Linked DNA regions of Mus musculus: region 2 is linked to region 1. A link is a contact called in public Hi-C data. All regions are on one chromosome and are shown on one strand. Each heading gives the region's core, a stretch centred on a gene start, on an enhancer-like site or on the middle of the called end of the contact. The rest is flanking DNA. Distances are from core to core; before and after follow the strand shown. Region 1 holds the start of Ccdc171 (coiled-coil domain containing 171). Region 2 overlaps Ccdc171 (coiled-coil domain containing 171).

Evidence for each region. A called contact is a pair of places that touch in the nucleus more often than the background predicts.
Region 2: a Hi-C map of double positive thymocytes shows a contact between it and region 1, with 1.8 times the contacts expected there. The contact joins the enhancer-like site here to the promoter of Ccdc171 in region 1. A contact is called at or near these places in 3 of 15 datasets of contacts at CTCF or cohesin (CD8 T cells, the NIH/3T3 cell line and pro-B cells), 88 of 484 Hi-C or Micro-C datasets (the Ba/F3 cell line, the C2C12 cell line, CD4 T cells and 52 more), 16 of 115 datasets of contacts at active chromatin or transcription factors (DN3 thymocytes, the SCID.adh cell line, bone marrow-derived dendritic cells and 10 more) and 3 of 9 other capture datasets (adipose tissue, liver and pancreatic islet).

The regions. Positions count from the first base shown.
Region 1 is chr4:83,524,172-83,527,785 of GRCm38.p6, reverse strand. Ccdc171 (coiled-coil domain containing 171) reads right to left here and starts at 2,241. Exons shown (of 26, transcript NM_001355378.1): 1 at 2,016-2,241. It overlaps Gm25899 (a small nuclear RNA gene), which reads left to right and starts at 18; the gene lies at 18-158.
Region 2 is chr4:83,565,612-83,569,387 of GRCm38.p6, reverse strand. The region is part of intron 6 of Ccdc171 (coiled-coil domain containing 171); the gene reads right to left. Among named protein-coding and RNA genes, the nearest start is that of Gm25899, 40 kb to the right of the region's middle. Within about 2 kb of position 1,732, at least 85 of the 459 cell types and tissues checked have an H3K27ac peak or open chromatin away from gene starts, as enhancers often do. A contact at or near this core is called in the Ba/F3 cell line, CD4 single positive thymocytes, CD8 T cells and 22 more, where this site is marked.

The sequences.
Region 1 (3,614 bases), core at 992-3,491:
TGAAGAAAACTTTCCTTAGCTTTGCGAATTGGCTGTATTGTAGTCCATGAGGTTTATCCGAGGCGCAATTATTGCTAATTGAAAACTTTTCCCAATACCCTGCCATGATGACTTGAAATAAAGTCGGCATTGGCAATTTTTGACAGTCTCTACTGAGACTGAATAAAAAGGAAAAAAAAGGAAAAAAAAAAACTTTCCTTAAAGAACAAATTTTACCCCACATTTTGCAAAAGCAAAGTGGGTGCATCACCCCAGCCTTTTCCGACTCATTGGCCATCTTAGCACGAGTTTTCCTACCCTTCAAGCCCTCTTCTGTCCCTTCGCCGCATGCTCACCTCTCAGTCACACAGCTCAGAGAGAAAGGGGCTGGATGAAGAGTCAGGGCCCAGTATGGAACACTTACTATGTGCCACACACGCAACTAACTACGCATGCTTGATCCCACCATCCATCCCTTAATCTCCAGAGACTATTTGCCCATTTCACAGACGGGAAAACTGGGTTTCCCAGAGATTGAATGATTTGTACCAAGATACTCACTACAAGAATTAAAAGTCATACTCACATCTTGATGACTTCTAATGATTCTGTACCAAGAAAACATGCTTATCTGGAACCGCCTATGCCTCTCTGGGCGCACAGCCTAGCTTCTCCTGCCCACCCCCACCCCACCCCCGCCCCTTTAAACTGATGAACACCAACTCACCAACAAGCATCAGGTTTCATCAACTATTTAAGTCAGCCCCTCGACCCTTTCCGCTCTTGTTTAAAGATGAAAGGAATGCAACCTGTGTCACAGCACTTCCACTACCTTCTCAGTTTGGGTGTCTAACCAAATGCTATTTTTTTTTTTCTTTACTCATCGAGAGGAAAGGGCTTGATTCCCTAACACTAAATCCACTTTTTTTTTTTTTTTTTTTTTGTCTATGCAGCTTTGCATTCATTAGTCGTGACACCTGTGTGGGACTATCAGCAGTTACACGGTTCATTTGGCAAGGGGGCACTTCAGAGCTGAGTGCAGCTCAAATAGCAGAACACTTTTGTGCCCATGATTCTTGTTCAGTCTCAACCACCTTTCATCCCATCTCTGAAAAAAGAAGAGAGGTGAAGGAGATGTGTGATTCTGTCCATAAAACACGCCTAAGACAAAGAAACTCAAACAAACAAAAAGTAAACGGAGCCTGAAAGACTAAGCCCACTCTGCTTATTTGACATAAAGAACCTAAGGTCCAGGCGACAGGTGATTTGCCTGTCACAGCTAATAAATGGCTGAGCCAGGATTTACACACAAGCTCCAAGCTAAAACAGCCGCCTTCACTTTCCCTAGAATCCCGCTGCACTGCCTGCATTCCTCTGCCTTTAACTGGAAAGGATTGCATTTCCGGCTCTATCACAGTTTGGTCGTTACTAAGCACTGATAAATACAAATAACAAAACGGTAGTTTCATTTCTCCAATACTAGGAAAAGTATAAAACATCAACGTGCAAAATCTTAGAAGCTGTTTGATATCGTCTCTAAGTTATGTATTTGATTAATATGAATATCGTAAATGATTAAAAAGTCAAAGGGGGGGGGGTGTGTGCTTGTACGCAAAATTCAGCTTTAAACTCACAGCTGACTTTTCTAAGTCCCAAGGTGGGTGGTAGGCAGAAGTTGCATAACTCATTGTTTTGCTTATCAAACGTTTGTAGGGTGCCTAAAGTGTGGTAGGCATTTAAATAAAATGAAGGTAAAACACGAAAAAAAAAAAAGTGATCCTTGGGTACTGATCCCAAAGAGCTCCGAGGACTCTAGTCCCCACCGGTCCTCGGAGTACAGCGAAGATGCTCGGCTTCCTCAAGGTGGGCGGAGAGCCCTGGCCATTGAGCTGGAGGCTGGAGGCTGGAGGCTGAGCTGGAGGCGTGTCAGCACCAGCTAGCAGCCCTCAGCCGGGTCCTCTCTGCAAGCCCAGTCTCCTCTCAGCACCTCCCGGTCCCGGGCGCCAGTCACCATTGCACCCACAGCCCGCAGTTACCTCGGACTCGCGTGGTCCAGCCTGCACACCCACGACCCCCAGGCAGCTTCAGGTCTCGGGGTGAGTGGGAGGTCAGGCAACTCTCAGGAGAAAGAGTGACAACTGGGGAAAGCCGATGGACTCTAGGGCCAGGATGGAGAAAGTCTACGAGGTGAAGTTTACAACGGCCACTTCCGGGGGCCCGGAACACGCGACGAGGCTCTGGGCAGCCGCGACTTTCTCCGCCTCCCTGGCCCCGCCCCGGCAGGCCCGCCCCTCGCCTCCGCGTCCCCAGCGTCCCGCCCGCCGCCCGAGCCCCAGCTCCAGGATACGCGCGTACTCAGAGAACGCGGGCTCGCGCTGGAAGAGAAGCGCCGGCCCGCAACCGCGCGCGCTCCCGCGGCAGGCGGGGTATATTGCGCATGCGCCAGGGGTGGGGTACGCGTGCGCAAAGCACACGGGTGGCTCGGGGCCGCGTTCCACCCCATGCGCGCTCCAGCGCCGGCATGCTGTGCCTTCTCCTTGTTTCAGAACTCCCGCAACCGAGTGGCGTGCACATTTCCAGCCTCGGAAAAGGGCAGCAGCCTGTTCCTGCTCTGTAAACGTCTTCTTAGCTGGCTCTCGGCCCGAGAAACCCGCTAGGACCGCGGCCGATGCCAGGGTCCCCAGGGAGAGTGCCTGGGCTTCGGCACAGGTGGCAGACTCTCAGCGCCCTCCTCCTGCAGTCTCCTCCTCCCATCGATTTCTTTTGTATTTTGGCTTGGGTGGATAGAATGTAGGTCGGTGCTCTGATGCTGCTGAGCGTCTTTGATTACAAATAATGCAGAACCGGATTCATTGGCAAATAAGGCCTTGGAGCCTCGCCTTGAGCTCCATCTCTGCTAGATTTCAGCCCCTCCCCCTCCTCGCCCACAATTTATAAAGAGCTTTGGTTCGCCCTGTAGCCGCTTCAGAGGATTGGAAAAGCAAATCCTCTTTTGTTCCTTGGCTTTTGAAAGCCTATTCCCTAAAGAACAATGCGAAATGGCAGGATTTTGATGAAAGGTTTTTATCCCTGCCGCCACTACCTTCTTTCCACAAGTGTTCATACAAAATGAGCCTTTTATGCTAAACTTGTCCGGGGTTGGTTGTAATCAGCCTGAACCAGGTGTTGGGGTTCTCGCCTGCTCTCGCTCTGGAAAGTTAACAGTCCTAAGAGCAAATAGATTAAAACTTTGGTTCTTGCACTGCTGAGAAACTTTAATTGGTTTGAGGTCAGTTGTTTGGTTTTTAAAAGGTTTTCCTTGCTTCTTAAGGCTTTAGCCAGAAGAGATAACTGCTTCGAAAACAAACTGAAGGAAACAAAAGTAGCCCTCTCTACTTAGGAATCAAATGGAGAATTACAATAAATAAGATTACATTCACCACCACCATGGGTTTCTCTGTGTGGCCTGACAGTCCTGGAAGATGAGAGTTTTTTTTTAAATTGTATACGGCTTAGTTTTGTTATTTGAAAGATTTTTGTTTGGAGGGAAGTGATTTTGTTGTTGTTTTGCTTTCTTGGTTTTGTCTGGGTGGGGTTTTTTAATTCCCTATGTAGCCCAATCAGGCCCCAAATTCTGGATCCCCTGCCATAGCCTC
Region 2 (3,776 bases), core at 483-2,982, 42 kb before region 1:
CTTCAGCAATAGGGCCTCACTGTCGTGTTCTGAAGGATAACCAACAGCAACAGCAATAGCCAGTAATGTCTGAGGGCCTACGAGGGATTATGGGAACATCAATGACCAAAAAGGTAACCCATTCTGGCACTGGGTGTATTTGTTACCATGTGGTGTCTAGCAAGACCACCCTGTTACACTGTAACTCTATTTTAACTTTTCATATATGTGCATACATAGTTTAGGAAACCTCTAGAGTAGTAGGTCTCCATATAGCTTTTTGAAAGGGTCTTTAGAGTAACTATCCACCTCCCATTTCCTCCTTTACCCTGCCTTCCCATCCCTAACTTTAATGCAACTCTTCTGTTCCATTTATCTCCCATACATTTTTTGGAGATTTTGTTTATGTATATGTGTTGTTTTTTCTGTTCACCATGTGCATTCAGTGTCCTCAGAAGCCAGAAAAGAACACTGAATTTCATTTAAATGGAGTAACTGACAGTTTGAGGCACCATGTCGACACTGGGAATTGAACCCAGGTCCTCTGTAAGAGCTGCCAGGGCTCTTAACCCCTGAGCCACCTCTCCATCCCCATCATTAATCTCCTTCAGCCCTTTACCCTACCTCCTGTTTCCTGCAAGCCTCTCTCCATGGCCCCTTACTCGTTTCCTGATCTCGTAGTGTTTACAGATGAAACATACACATCTGAAGAGTCAAAGCATCCATATATGAAAGAAAATGTGATGCTTGTCTTCTGGGTCTGGGTTACCTCACTCAGGATGACCACTTCAAGCTCCATCCAACTGTCCTCAAATTTCATTTTTCCTAATAGCTGAATAATATCCCGTTGTGTAGGTAGACCACAGTTTCATTATTCACTATTCATCAGCGGAAGAACATCTGGGTGTTTCCATTTCGTGTATATTGTGAATGGAGCAGCAATGACCATAGATGAGCAGTAACTCTGAAGGCTCAGGACCACAGGACAGAGGGTGGGAAGGATTGTAAACGCCAGAGGCAATGGATTACTGTAGTCTCCCCTCCTCCAGCCTGAAACCTGCTTGCTCAGGGGTGGAGCTTCCTGCTCATTCGTTCTGCCACGCCCACTGCTGGAACCTGCCAGCTTTGCTGTTTGGAGCCACACACGTGCTCACCTTTCTACTGGACCTGAGATTATTCGGCAGGAATCGGGTCCCCTCCCCCTTCCTTTATAACTGAAATGTCGGAACTAGTAAAATTGAGCTTTGATCAGAATAACTGTCTTGGCTACATTTCTTTCTCTCGCCACCTAGCCCCTCTTCTCTTCCAGGTTTCCAAAATGCCTTTCCAGGCTAGAACCCAGGTTGTGGTCTGCTGGCCGGACACAACAGATTACTACAAGAAAAAAGCATTTTCCAGACACAAGACACATGAACATAGTGAAGTGCACAGGAGGCTTCCTTCTGCACTCTCCCACAGAAGCCCCCCTCCCCCACCCTAGGCTCTCTCCCACAGCAAGCCTCTGTGGTTTCCCTCAGAAGTTCTGCTTTCCCCAACCCCTGCTCCCTCCTGCAGCAAACACGGGGGTTCACACACACACACGCACGCACACACACACACACACACACACACACACACACACACACACGGAGAACTTGAGGAGCCACAGGCACCAGCTTGAGTGAGACAATGACAAATCTCCCCAGCTGCAGTGGCACCAAGGCTAGCACTCTCCCTGATAACCTGCTGGGCGCTTCCCAGGTGCCGCTGGTGCCTATCCTTGGAAAAGGGAGATTAAGGTCCCACGTTTAAATCATAGAAGGTAGGTAGGTCACAGATAGTTATGGCCAGTCATAAAACTAGCTCCTGATAGCCCCATAAAGATCATCCTTAGGTCAGAAGACTCCCCCTCTCAGCCTTGTGATTCCGCCCTTCCAAATGGTATCCTGTCTGAGTCATGACTTATCTCACCCACCTTCCCTCCCATCACCCTAAGCATTTGAAGAATTTCTAACTATGCTGGATGTAAGTGCCAAGACACCCAAGCTCAAGGTTGCACTCCTGTCCTATGCTGTGGGAAGGGTTGTGATCCTAGTCTGACTCGTGACTAAAAGACTCTTATGCACGATTGCAGCGGGCTCTGCAGTTCTTGAGCTCTCCTGGGTTTCCCGTGGAGTTGGAGCATAATAATAGAAACTCACTGTAGTTATGATAGCAAACACAAGACTTGTGAGGCTCAGGCCACATGAAATCCCATACGTGAATCAATGAATGTAATAATACATCACATAAATGGGCTCAAAGACAGAAATCACATGATCATCTTAAGGGAAGCAAAAATGGTGTTTGACAAAACACAGCGTCTCTTTATGATAAAAGCACCCAAGTGGGCCAGTGAAATGGCCTCCCAAGTACTTGCCTCCAAGTGTAGTAATCCAAGTGTGACCTGAGAATCTGTATAGTAGAGGCTTGGTTCATGCAAATTGTGTGCCCCCTCCCCAAACACACACACTAAACCTTAAAAACTTTCATTTTGTTTAACAAAATCTAAAGAAACTGGGGATAAAAGGAATGTATCTCAGTATAATGAAAGCTGGTGGGACTGAAGCATCCTCACTTGGGCCCTATGGCTCGTTAACCTTTTTGAGTTCTGTGGATTGTACTCTGGGTTGTGATTGCATACCATGCATGTCCTTTTGGGTCTGAGATACATCACACACAGAATGATATTTTCCATTTCCATCCATTTCCCTCCAAAACTCATGATGTCTTTGTTCTTAATAGCTGAATAGTATTCCACTGTGTAAATGAACCATATTTTCTGTATCCATTCTTCCACTGTAGAACATCTGGGTTGTTTCCAGCTTCTGGATATCACAAATAAGGCCACTATGAACATAGTGAAACATGCCCCTGTGGCATGGTAGGGCATCTTTTGAGTATATTCCCAATTGTGGTATAGCTGGGTCTTCAGGTAGATCTATTTCCAATTTTCTGAGGAACCTCCAGATTGAGAGTGGTTGTACCAGTTTGCAATCCCACCATTAATGGAAGAGTATTCCCCTTTCTCTGAATTCTCGCCAACGTGTGGTGTCACCTGAGTTTTTGATCTTAGCCATTCTGATTGATGTAAGAAAGACTTTCAGGGTTGTTTTGATTTACATTTCCCTGATCACTAAGGACCTTGAACATTTCTTTAAGTGCTTCTCTGCCATTTAAGATTCCTCAGTTGTGAATTCTGTTTAGTTCTATACCCCATTTTTTTTATTGGGTTGTTTAGTGTTTTTGGAGGTTAGCTTCTTGAGTACTTTATATATTTTGGGTCTTAGCCCTCCATCAGATGTGAAGTTAGTGATTTTTTTTCCCAATCTGTAAGTTGCCAATTTGTCCTATTGACTACGTCCTTTGCCTTACAAAAGCTTTTCAGTCTCATAAGATCCCATTTATCAATTCTTGATCTTAGAGCCTGAGCCACTGAAGTTCTCTTTAGGAAATTCCATGCCTATGAGTTCGAGGCTCTTTCTCATTTTCTCTTCTATTAGTTCTCAGTGTATCTAGTTCTACGTCAAGGTCCATTTTCTCTTCTATTAGTTCTCAAGTGTATCTAGTTCTATGTCAAGGTCCTTGATCCACTTGGACTTGAGCTTTATGCAAGGTGACAAATAATGGATCTATTTTCATTTTTCTACATACCGACTGACCATTAAATCAACATCATTTACCAAAGATGCTTTCTGAGCCCGGTGTGGTGGTGCACACCTTTAATCCCAGCACTTGGGAGGCAGAGGCAGGCAGATTTCTGAGTTCGAGGCCAGCCT